4 separate regions of the Sus scrofa genome follow, and all the other regions are linked to region 2. The links are chromatin contacts, called in public HiChIP or PLAC-seq maps. All regions are on one chromosome and are shown on one strand. The core of a region is the stretch at or near the end of the contact, and the rest is flanking DNA. Distances in the headings are between cores, read along the strand shown. Region 1 overlaps TPRG1 (tumor protein p63-regulated gene 1 protein). Region 2 overlaps TPRG1 (tumor protein p63-regulated gene 1 protein). Region 3 overlaps LPP (lipoma-preferred partner). Region 4 overlaps TPRG1 (tumor protein p63-regulated gene 1 protein).

The links. HiChIP or PLAC-seq counts read pairs in DNA pulled down with a chosen protein or histone mark.
Region 1: an H3K27ac HiChIP or PLAC-seq map of alveolar macrophages shows a contact between it and region 2. The contact joins two enhancer-like sites. A contact is called at or near these places in 5 of 47 Hi-C or Micro-C datasets (embryonic fibroblasts, epiblast stem cells, fetal heart ventricle and 1 more) and 1 of 2 datasets of contacts at active chromatin or transcription factors (alveolar macrophages).
Region 3: an H3K27ac HiChIP or PLAC-seq map of alveolar macrophages shows a contact between it and region 2. The contact joins two enhancer-like sites. A contact is called at or near these places in 1 of 47 Hi-C or Micro-C datasets (liver) and 1 of 2 datasets of contacts at active chromatin or transcription factors (alveolar macrophages).
Region 4: an H3K27ac HiChIP or PLAC-seq map of alveolar macrophages shows a contact between it and region 2. The contact joins two enhancer-like sites. A contact is called at or near these places in 13 of 47 Hi-C or Micro-C datasets (alveolar macrophages, blood, embryonic fibroblasts and 8 more) and 1 of 2 datasets of contacts at active chromatin or transcription factors (alveolar macrophages).

The regions. Positions count from the first base shown.
Region 1 is chr13:126,782,028-126,785,067 of Sscrofa11.1, forward strand. The region is part of intron 4 of TPRG1 (tumor protein p63-regulated gene 1 protein); the gene reads left to right. Among named protein-coding and RNA genes, the nearest start is that of TPRG1, 250 kb to the left of the region's middle. Within about 2 kb of position 1,739, at least 3 of the 83 cell types and tissues checked have an H3K27ac peak or open chromatin away from gene starts, as enhancers often do. A contact at or near this core is called in alveolar macrophages, where this site is marked.
Region 2 is chr13:126,553,763-126,556,462 of Sscrofa11.1, forward strand. All of the region lies in intron 1 of TPRG1 (tumor protein p63-regulated gene 1 protein), which reads left to right. Among named protein-coding and RNA genes, the nearest start is that of TPRG1, 25 kb to the left of the region's middle. Within about 2 kb of position 1,274, at least 9 of the 83 cell types and tissues checked have an H3K27ac peak or open chromatin away from gene starts, as enhancers often do. A contact at or near this core is called in alveolar macrophages, where this site is marked.
Region 3 is chr13:126,409,249-126,412,224 of Sscrofa11.1, forward strand. All of the region lies in intron 8 of LPP (lipoma-preferred partner), which reads left to right. Among named protein-coding and RNA genes, the nearest start is that of TPRG1, 120 kb to the right of the region's middle. Within about 2 kb of position 1,538, at least 11 of the 83 cell types and tissues checked have an H3K27ac peak or open chromatin away from gene starts, as enhancers often do. A contact at or near this core is called in alveolar macrophages, where this site is marked.
Region 4 is chr13:126,698,968-126,701,797 of Sscrofa11.1, forward strand. The region is part of intron 2 of TPRG1 (tumor protein p63-regulated gene 1 protein); the gene reads left to right. Among named protein-coding and RNA genes, the nearest start is that of TPRG1, 170 kb to the left of the region's middle. Within about 2 kb of position 1,509, at least 16 of the 83 cell types and tissues checked have an H3K27ac peak or open chromatin away from gene starts, as enhancers often do. A contact at or near this core is called in alveolar macrophages, where this site is marked.

The sequences.
Region 1 (3,040 bases), core at 489-2,988, 230 kb after region 2:
ACTGCCTGACTGCACGGGGAAAGTACAGTGGGAGAAGCAGCTAGATGGAATGTACCTAGCCTAGGTGGGGGTCTCAAAGACCTGGATTCTCACCTTGACCCTGCCGTTCATACTAGAAGCATGTCACTTGACTGGGGCTTGGTTCCTCCCCATGTAAAGTAGGGGATAATAACCATCTATGTGAAAACATTCACACATTGCAAAGAAATCGTGGTATTCCAGCATGTGATGTGGCTTCTCCTTACCCCTCCTGCTAGAGCTCCTGCTCCTCTGAGTTTCCTTTGCTTTGCTCATGATGACTTCCTTCCTATTTCATAAAGCATGATGGATGCCTTCTCATGGACATTCTTTTCCAGGGGAAAAGTTGACCTTTGCATTTTCTGCAATCAGCTGGAGCAGTATGAAACTTCAGGGTAGGAATTCCCTTACTCAGGAAAAAAAATAGTCTTTGTGGATTCAAAAATGAATGTTTCCAGGTTTATCCTCCCCATATTTTATGGGGACATTTAGTACTATATTGGTACATGCTAAAGGCATAGTGAAGAAATGAATACATATTCCTGAGAGTCTTTTTGTGTGTGTGTGTTTATGTGTGTGTGTGTGTGTGTGTATGTTCCAAAGAATTGTCCTTTCTTTGTGACTTGTGCTTTTCCTTCACCAAATAGCAGGAAATGAAAAGCTGGTAAGAGGGTCTTCTTTAAGGGCATTGGATAGATGCCTGGGGCTTCTTTTCCTCAGCCCTGGGGACGGTGGGTTGGGAATCCAGTCACCTGAGTTTGTGGTCTTGTGGACTTGTATTGTCATTATCCAGTCTTATTACCCCACATCGACTCTTTCATGGGGGATTTCATCCCATATCTCAGAGAACCATGTATCCCTTAAGAGCTGAATGCTTTTCTCAGGACTCCTGGTAGCTCTCACAGGGCCTGATACATGACTGGCTGCATGGAGTAGTGGGGAAAAACACGAACCACAGGAAGTCAATTCAGGGGACAGGAACAGGGAAGGTTTATGGACATCGGGTTTTTATTAGAATGCTGTGTTTACTTGGAGGGTCCCCTATTTTAAACAACTTGGAGAGGCCCAGGGAAAGAGTAACCAAATGATTGAAAGAGTTGCATGTGGGTTATTTAGCTAAAGGTTTTATAAGACTTCACTTAACTCAGGGAGAGGGAAATTACTTTGCTTCAGTGCCATGCATTTTTCATCTGTTTGTGTTTGAATAGCAAACCCAAATTGGATTCTCTTTAGAGCCTGGAACCCAGTGGGTGCTCAGGGAATATGTGTGGAATGAATGATTCAGTGTTTTCCTCCCGAGTTGCTGATTCCTGGCTAGCCAATATACTGTCGTCTTCTTTCAAGGGCTGGGTTGTGCTAGGAAGCTAGAGGGTCACAGGAAAGAAGATTGATTTTTAAATCAAGTATAACCACTCTATTCAATATCAGGGAAGATATCTCACTGAGTGGTATGCGCACATGTACGGCCTACACACGTGTGCATGCATGTGCATACGTGTCCGGGGGAATGATAGAAGAAAATATTTGGGGGAGAAAAATTATTTCCAAACCACAAATTGATTTGACACAGCCTGAAAAGAGCAACTGAAAGTATTGTTAGGCCTAGGGCCACTGGGAAGCATCTGGGAAGATTTGAGTAACTGGGGGGTTAGGGGGTGGTCCTGGAAACTTCCTCAGATGGGTCCCGCCTGTCATTGCTAGTTCGCTGTTGCCCTCTGCTGGCGAAACTGTTGTAATCCCAGGAAACTGCAAATCTCCTGGAGCAACTAGGTTCCCAGTTTCCATGAGGAGGTCTAGGTTCCCTCCCTGTCAAAAGGGTGATGAAGGGAGAGCTGAGGATGAATGGATGTGTGGTGGAAGGGTGTGGCAAATCGTCTGCCAGGAAAGACAGGCTCTCATAACCGAGAAGATGAATCTTATTATTCTAATATTTTTATTCCGTACTCTGTTGATTTGCTAAGACCTTGCTCTCTCTTTGGCTCTGTGCTGGGCACAGTAATGGACCCAGATAGGACTCAGGTGCTGTCTTTACCCCCAGAGGGCCTCTCATCAAATGTGGGAGAAAGAGAAGGACAAGTACAGGAAATTGTGACTAAGACCACAATGGAAGCACTGATAAAGGCTTTTGTGTATTTAAAGGCAAGAGATGACATCTACTTGAAGGTGAGGGACGTGAGGGGAAGGTGCCATTAAATAGGTAGCATTTAAGCTGGGAACTTGAAGGATAGTGATTTTTTATTTCAAAATATCTCTTTTCTCATAAAACTAGAATGTTTATCATAAAAATTAAACTCTGGCTAAAAAAAAAAAGCATGAGAAGAAGTGAAAGTCATTGGAAATCCCATCACTCAGAAAAAATAAGTATTAACATTTTCATCTATGTACTTTGTTGTTGCTACAAAATTGGAATTATACTGAAGGTAATATTTTGTATTCTGCTTTGTCTCACTTTATGGCATGAACATTATCCCAATGTTACTGATTTTTTTAAAAATGTGCTATTTTATGGGGGCATATTTCAATGTGTAAACCCGAGTATAGGATTCTTCAAGCAGAATGAGGCAAAGCATGTAGGTTGCATTTCACAGAGATGATTAATTCTTCATTAATTTTTCATTAATTCATTTCAGAAGCATTTTTTGGGTACCTATTGCCTTGGAGACACAAAGCAAAGAACTGACTCTGTGAAGTGTACAGTGTAGGAGACTGACATTAATTAGGTAATCATAGAAGTAACTATAAAATTGCATCTGAGATAAGTACAGTGAAGGAGAAATGTGCTGTTCTAAAGTCTATATTAGAAAGAAGAGAAGTGGTCACAGAGATCTGGAAAAGTGTAATGCCACAGAAAGGAGTAATTGAGCTCAGCACTATAGGCGCTAAGTAGGTACAGTAGATCAGGAAGAACATGGTCAGCAAAGGGAACAGCATGTGCAAAGTCCCTTCAGTAGGAGCAGGCATCGTAAGTCCAAGAAACTGAAAGAAGATCAAGGAGAAGGGCGTGCAGAGGCCTGGCCTGAAA
Region 2 (2,700 bases), core at 24-2,523:
GAACTTGGCAGATCAGAGCAGAGGACATGGACACAGCCACAAGAAAGCCTCAAGCTTAATGCAGCAGTGTTTTCACCGTTTGCTGATGGGCTAGAGTCCTTCACTCTGAGCTTGATTAATTTTAGTTTATATAAACTGTGCATAAATTTAGTTTCCTGTAAGTACTTAAGAAACCAAATCCAGCAAATTAAAAGTAGGAGAAGGGGCTGCTACAGGCAGGCTCCTGAAAATGGAGAGAAGTACAAGGTGGACGGCTTGATAAGAGAGGATACAGAACATCAAAACAAAACCTTCCCACAAACCCTCAAGAGTGGAAAAAAAATCACAGCAATCTGGATTGAGTGGGAAAGTCAAGCAGTCCTTTAAATTGAGAGAGTCTTCTAGAATGTCATCATACATTAGAGTTCAATGAAGAAAGTGATAGCCTATAGTCCCTTCGAACATGGCTAATTTATATTCTTTGTGCTGCTTTGTAGAATATAGACAAACACATAATTGATTTTAGAAAGAGTTCCATCCCAAGTGAGTCACAATAAAATTTGTATTAAAGCCAAAAACCTTCAGCATTTGCAATGCTACCTTCTAGAGAAGGAATAATGTGTCTTGACTTTTAATAAATGCAAGTGCTGTGAGTCATTTTATGTTATACCCCCATCTTCCAGTGTCCTTCTTATCATCTCTATGTCTCCTTCATTCATAAGGCTGTTTTTCCTTCTTCCCAGGCCTGTGGCTTTCAGCAGCTCCCCTCCAGAGCCTGGCACACTGAGGCTGGTAGCCCCTCGTTGGCTGCATTTCCAATATGGCATTGAGGGGCAGGGGAGGGACTCCAAGCCTGGGCCTGGGGACCCCGGCAGTGGGCTTGGCTTCCTACCTAAGAGTGGGAGATTTTAGAAAAATCACTTTCCTTCCTTGAAACTCTGTTTTCCCATTTGGAAAAAGGGGATAATTACTCTTATCCATTGAGTTGTTGTGAAAACCAAGGACATTAATTGATGTGAGATTAGTAAATTCAGCAGTCCCATTCTCAGCCCATACACTGTGCTTATAACCAGCCCTACCTCTAAGCATCATTTGCATCTACATCTGCCGTACTCATTTGATTATTACCTTACTTGAAGTTATGCTTTTCTTGATTTTTTTTTTTTAATTAGTGTCACCTTGAAGAAAGCCTCTTTTGAATGGCTTTGCAGGTCATGTGCACTGCCCAGCACTGGGGAGGGTCACTATTCATTTGGCCACGTGGTGAACAGCTTGTGGTTGTGTGTTGTACAGGGTCTGACTCAAGTGCCTGGCAGCCTGCTCTCTCTGTGAATATTAAACATCAGGGATTCTGTTTTCTATTCCTGATATGTAAGGCCTGTCCTAGGGCATACAGTATTACTAAATACTGGATTCTGGGCTCTGGATTGAAAATTGTGCACTCTATGATTCAGTCTCAGGCCCAGCTTTCAGCCTCCCATTTCATCTTTGATTGGACTGTCCTGGTCACACTCTTGGCAGAATCCATAAGCCACAGAAGTTTTCTGGTGAAGAGGAGTTTTGGGTCATCATGATTTCAAAGTAAAAGTTAGTAAAAAACTTGGCAAGCCCACTGTTTGTACTTTGTTGTTTTAATCTCAAAATCCTTGTAAATGAAGATATATCAACAGCCAGGCTTGAAAGCAGAGGAAAAAAAAATCACACACATTTATCCTAAACTCTTTCCCCCACTCCAGTTGTTAGGGAGATTTTATATCATCTGTGAAATGTCATAGTCTGACCTCTACTTGTTTCTGGATGGGCTTTGGTTTCCTCATCTGCATAATGGAACTAACCCTGTCCACTTCTCTGGATTACTAAAGAGATATCTTGGGAAAGTACTGAGGTCCAGAGCCTGACCCCTAACATGTGCTCAGACAGGATTGGTAAGAGTTCCCCTTGTGGCTCAGTGGTTAATGAACCTGACTAGTATCCATGAGGCTATGGGTTCTATCCCTGGCCTTGGTCAGTGGGTTAAGGATCCAGCGTTGCCGTGACTGGTGGTGGGTGGTATGAAGCCCATCTTTCTCATTCTCTGGTGATGTTTTTTGTCATTGGATAGCTTTGGCGTAGAACCATACCTCACACGAGAGAGGGGAAAAAAAAAAAATCAATTCCTCTGAAACTTCCACTATGGGACCCCTGGGCAAGGAAGGAGTGTCTTCCAGTTTCCTGGCCTCCCCGCTAGTAAGGACAGGCAGCAGAAGGCCTTGCTGTGGTCAGAGGGCCGAGGAGCCAGACAAGCCTCTGTGGTTACGCACTTATTTATTTCCTTATTTATTACTTTTGCAGCTAACATTTTTACAATCATGTTATTTTGTGGTTTGTTTGCGAAATGCATTGTGAGCCAAGTTTGCGTCAAATGTTCTCTGAGTTGGAAGAGGGTTGCATTGGGGAGCCCAGGGAGAGGTGAGTGGAGGGCAAGAAAGCAGTTATAAAAAATGTTACATAATTGATATATCTGTTAAAGATCCTTTCTTTGTAATCAGGCTACCCAAGGCAGATGGAGGAATGAAAACTGAGAAAACATTGTAGGCTCTCAAGAAGTAGTAGGGACAGGCTTGGCAATCTCAGAGGTGAAATGGGGCCACAGCCTGGGGACTCGGGGAAAGAAATCCGGGAAGAAACCCTGCTCCTGCTCACGGAACCCCAAGCACCAAAAAGGCATCTTTTGAAAGACTT
Region 3 (2,976 bases), core at 288-2,787, 140 kb before region 2:
GCTCTTTCTGTTTTTCTAGTACATCTACTGATGCTTTTTTGTGAATAATAATATAGAATGTGTGTAATCTAACAGAACTATTTGTAAATATAAATAGGCATCCTCGTTTTAATAATTTTCAAGTTCTTCTGAGTGCTACACTAGTTTCTACTGTTATTTTCTCTCTTGAGCTATTTCTTCCTTTATGTCTAAGCAAATGCCAGGGTTTTGTAGTTCCATGGCAGTTGGACAGATGTTGCACTAAAGCTAAAATTTAAGGTAGAATAAGAACTATTCACTTTTTTATCTTAAGAGAAATTCATGTGTGTTTACACACACACACACACACACACACACACACATGAAAGGCAGCTTGGTGGAGTGGAAGTTGTGTAGATTTTGTAATTCTACAGTTTAGAGTTTGTACTGTTTTCTGGCAGCATGACCTTGGGCAAATTTTTTACATTTCTTGGTCTGTTAATTCAAATTTTAAAAAGTGTGGGAGGGGTTAAGTTTCTTCCTTGCAGTATTACTACTGGATTACATATTTGAAAGACCTGACTCCTTGTAAACACTTAATACATGCCAGCTTCTTTCCTAGCCTTGTATGGTCAGCATCTATTTTGTAGGTTGTAGGAAGAAAAGATAATTTTCCATGAAGATAATTGTCTGATAATTATCGTGAGAATTCAGTTGAAGCTAATTTAAGAATTTGTTTTCTTTCTTCTCTAAAGAGTTGCAACACATATGTTATTTCTATATGGGTATAACTTATGAAAGTTTTGCCGTCTCTATTATTCCTGTATGACTTTATTTGATTACTTTGGTTTTAAGATTTCAACAACATTTTTAAAACTATGTACTGAATATCTATAATATGCCTCGCTGTAGAGGCTACAAAGACCCACACAGCAAGGTCTACCTTCTGGGAATTTGTAATAGGAAGGAAAAATATTAATTTGTTTACAAAAGCATAAAAGTTGAATTTGAACAGGGTTGTAATAGAAATATAAAATGGGGTGAGAAAGGGACCTATGCTAACTAGGTGATTAGGAGTACTGTGTAGAGGAGGTGGGAACTGGGTATTAAAGACTGAGTAGATTCTTTGACAGATAATGTTGGTTGGAAAGGAGGAGAAAGATTGAAGAACTTGAGGGGAGATTAGAGGCAGAAAAGTTAAACATGTGGATGGTGAGCATCCAGCCAGTGAGGAAGGAATATAAAAAGACAAAAGTATAAAACAAAGGTAGAAGGATCATTTATGACTGGCTCATGGGGGTCCTGAATGCTGTACTCACCTCTGGGGGTCAACAGGAAAGTTTGTGAGCCATGAAATCCCATGATCAAACCTGTCTTTTAAGCAATTAACTCTGCCAGCCATCAATTTAAAAGCCTACAGAGATTAAATTGTATATATGTATGTATAATCTTTGGCCATCTTATCTGAAAAAGAAGCCTGATGCCCTTGAAGCTTGAAGCAGAGTCAAGGTTTCAAAAGGTTACATAGAGTCTGTGACTTCAACTACACACGCAAAGTCCACAAGGTTTGAGTTATTTTCGCTGTTATGTAATAGGGTTGGTTTTGTTTTTAGCAGAGTCTCCCAAGGAAGTGTGGCAAGCACATTTCTAAAGCCCTCACATTAAACACTGTTAGCAATAAATCATTGCTTCTGTGTTAAAGTTCAAAAATTTTCCCTTGTGAAACTTCTCTACTCTACTCCCCGGTATGTTTTACTCTCCTATAAATTTGTGTGTGCGTGTGTGTGTGTGCAATAGAGTAAAAATCAGAAGAGACTCAAGTTGAAAATTTCAAGTTCTTTTGAGTCAAATGTTTATCACTAAAATAGTGGAAGTTACGAAATATGTTGGAAGTTATCTATCACTAAAATGTCGATAAAATACAAAAGTATGTGTGTATCTTTTTGTTTACAGCTGTCTGAATCTAGGTGCACTAATTGGGATAAAAGATGAAAAGCAGTTCTCAAAAGTTCACGTAGAATATTCTTCCCAAAAAAACCTACTTCGTTCTTTTTTTGTATTTTCATCTCCCCAAGATACCCCACTCCTTAGCATATCCCAACTGAAATTTCCTTCATCTGGTCAGTTTACGTATTAGAAGGTGCTAAACTGAGAAATTGTCTTCTCTGTTTCAGATATATGGAAGCTCAATGAAAAGGATACACATTTTCATTTTCAATGTTTTGAATAATCCTTTTTATTATATATAATTGTATTGTCAACTACAGTAAGCCAGGACCATTTAGCTCAGTGTGCCACTGAAATGCTTCATAAAATTAAAATCTAACAGTTTATAATTTACTTATATTTTTACCTTTGGCTTTTATGAGAACTCGGTTTAAGAAACTTGTGTAAGAAAAGTTATCTTAGTATTTTTTGTGAAAGTGTTGTTGAAGATGTTTTCTACTATGTTATTCTTTAAATGTGCAAGGTAATCTTCTCTAAGAATTCAGTTCTAGATTTCTTTAATATAATTTTTATATTAAATTCCTTCTTTGTCCTGGCCACCAGGAAGCTTAAACCTAAATTTAATGCTGTGCTACAGTAACTATCTTTTTTTAGGTTTCTGTACAGTTCTCTCCTCCATTCTTCTTCGTAGTCTCTGATTTTTTTTTCAGATTTTAATTGCAGCAATCGTAATGGATTTGACTTTTACATGTAATTCAAGTCAAATTCTTTTTTGAACATGTATATTTAAAATAAATGAAGCAAATGGTTGAAAAGAAACACACTTTAAAAACTGGCTCTCAGTTATAGCTAAACATTAGAGTTACCTGGGTGCTTTTAAAATTCTGATACACAGGCAGCAACCCAGACTGAATATCTGGAGGTGGGTCCTAGGCATCAGTGTGTGTGTGCGTCTGTGTGTGTGTGTGTGTGTCTTTTGCACCTGCCGCATATGGGGGTCCCCAGGCTAGGGGTCTAATCAGAGCTGTTGCTGCCGGCCTACACCACAGCCACAACAATGCCAGATTCTTA
Region 4 (2,830 bases), core at 259-2,758, 150 kb after region 2:
TATTTTGCGTACACCCAGATAACAGCACGGATCCCACTATATTATAATTGCTTAGGGGTGGGCTTCTCAGTGCACTGTGAGCTCCTTGAGGACAGAAACCATGTCTCATATATCCTGGTGTCTTCATGGCCTTGCCTGAGCTTGCCACAGCTTATATACTCAGCTAAGTCCTACTGAAAGAAAGAATAAGTATGTGAGAGCAATATGGATCTCACTTAAGGGATGGGTCCCGACATGATTTGTGAAGAGCTTTTGGATTCTTTAAATGTTTCTGAAGCTGTGCTGAGTGTAACACTAAGAATTACTTCTAGGGAGCCGTGTCTTCTGCAGAGTATTTCTGCTGATGCTAGCAGTGATTCTTAGCATTTATTTAGTACCCTTTGAACTGGCACCATGCTAAACTCTTTACCTGCCTTATTTAATTGGCACAACCTCCCTCTGTGACGTGTAGATATTTTCCCCATTCTATTGCTGAGGAAGCTGAGATTTGGAGAGGCTAAGAAATTCCCACAAGATCACACAATTAGAGTCAGAATTTGACCCAGAGTTAGAATCTGACCCAGGTCTGCTGACACTAGAACTTGGGTGCTAACCATCCTGGTATCATTAAATGAAGCCTGTTGCCCAGGGTGGGGCAGAGTCAGCCCAGTGAGGCCCATCTACAGGGACTTGGAAGATGGTTTTGTTAAAATAGGTTGAACTCTCCAGAATGTTATTGACTCATATCCCCTTATAACCTCTGCTCTAGCAGTGGAGGATGGAGAAATCCCTAGGAATAAGTAACGTTTAGAGAAACTAGAGCATCTAGTTTGTCAAGGCAACACAGCAGATTTCAAAGGAGCAAGAAGGGAAGTTTGTGGCTTCTTAGACTGTGGTGAGGGTAGAGATACACAGAAACAGATGGAAGTGAGAAAGTGAGGTCCTTTTTTCCCCTGAGCATTTTTAGTTGGGAGCTCCTTTGGGTATGTTTCTCCTTGTTTTTCATTTGGACTGGGAATGTCTTCCATTTGGGAACCCTTTGCTTCTGAGAAGCTCAGAGCAGAGCACAGGGTCCCCATGTAAAGAGGCGAGGGGCTCTGTGATTAGAGCACCTGCAGCTCTCCTGAGCCAACCAGCTCCGTGGTCTCAAATGGGAAAAGAAACAAGAATGCAGAGAAGATGCCATTTTCACAAGTTAGCTGGCATGTTTGGCTGACTTTTGCTTGCAGCCTGGGTCTTGCAGATGGGGGTGGGCAGGAGGTGAAGGAACCTCAACAGATGGCAGCAATCAGTGGGTGTTGGTGACCATTTTTCCTCACTGCTGAAAACATGGTCACCTTGTGCCTGTGACAATCAGACTCAACTCCAAGTTCCTCCGTCCTAGAACACAGAACAGTATAATCCTTTTTCAGCTTGCAGAAGGAATATTTTTAGAGAGAAGAGGTATCTAGGGAATACAAGGGCCACCTGAGATTCTGATTCAGCGATGTGAATTCACCTGCCCAGTTACAAGTCCTGATGTCTGAGGAGATTTGTTTGTCAGTCTCACAAGGACGGAAATGAAAAGCAATTTGCTGTAAACCCTTCCTCTCCCTTCTGATTGGTAAGGGGAAAAATGTCCACACACTGCCATCTGGTGGGAACTTCTGGTCACTGCATTTTTGAGAGTTCTTGCAAGAAACAACTGAGAAGGGGCCAGGCTTTTTCCTCCTGTTCGTTAACAAAGAGGCAATGAACAAAACATGGTCCTTGCCCTTGAAGAGCTCCCAGTCTAATGGAAGAACTTGACATGTTAGCAAGTAATTATAACTTGAAAAGTACCGTTTTAGGAATGTAAAGAGTAAGTTGTGAGGTAGTCTGGTTGGTAAGAAAGGAACATGGGAAAGCAGCTATAGGTAAAAGCTGGAAGAAGGTTGAGGCCAGACCGTGAAGGACCTTGAATGTCTGAGCAAGGCAGTGAGTCCGCTCAAGTTTAGTTAGAAGGAAAAAGATGGAGTCAGATTTTGGTGGTAAAGCAATACAGACAACAAGCGTCTGTATATATGCTTTCAAAGCATCCAGATCCTCTTGTTAGCAGAAGTCTCCTATGGAAATCCATTATGTGAACTAAGTGAAACCATGGATATTCAGACGGAAGTGGAAGAATTGTCTCCCACTCCACCTCTCCCATCCTTGGTACATATAGCTGCTTTGGGGGCAATATCTAAGGCCCAGCAGAACCTGGTTTGATACCTACTCCTGTGGAGTGTCCCTTAGCTAACATGACACACATGCTCTGGTTTTAGAGGTAACTCTATCCTGTCTCTCCTGACATAGGTCTTTATATATTAGGCTCCAGATCTTTTCCTATCTTTTAATCAAAAATTGCTATTTTTCATTTTAAAAAAATTTCTATTTTTCTTTTTTTTTTAGGGCCACACCCATGGTATATGGAGGTTCCCAGGCTAGGGGGTCTAATCAGAGCTATAGCTGACGACCTACACCACAGTCACAGCAACGCCAGATCTGAGCCATGTCTGTGACCTACACCACAGCTCACAGCAACTCTGGATCCTTAACCCACTGAGTGAGGCCAGGGGAACCTCATGGTTCCTAGTTGGATTTGTTTCTGCTGTGCCACCACGAGACCTCCAAAAAATATTCTATTTTTTTTGGAGCAGTTTCAGGTTCACAGCAAAATTAAGAGGAAGATTAGGAGAGATTTTCCATATCCTCCCTACAGCTATACATGCACACCCTCCCCCATGATCAGTGCTTCCTCACCAGAGTGGCCCTTTGTTACAACTGATGAACCTCCATTGACACATCATAATCAACCAAAGTCCATAGCTTGCATTAGAGTTGCACTGCC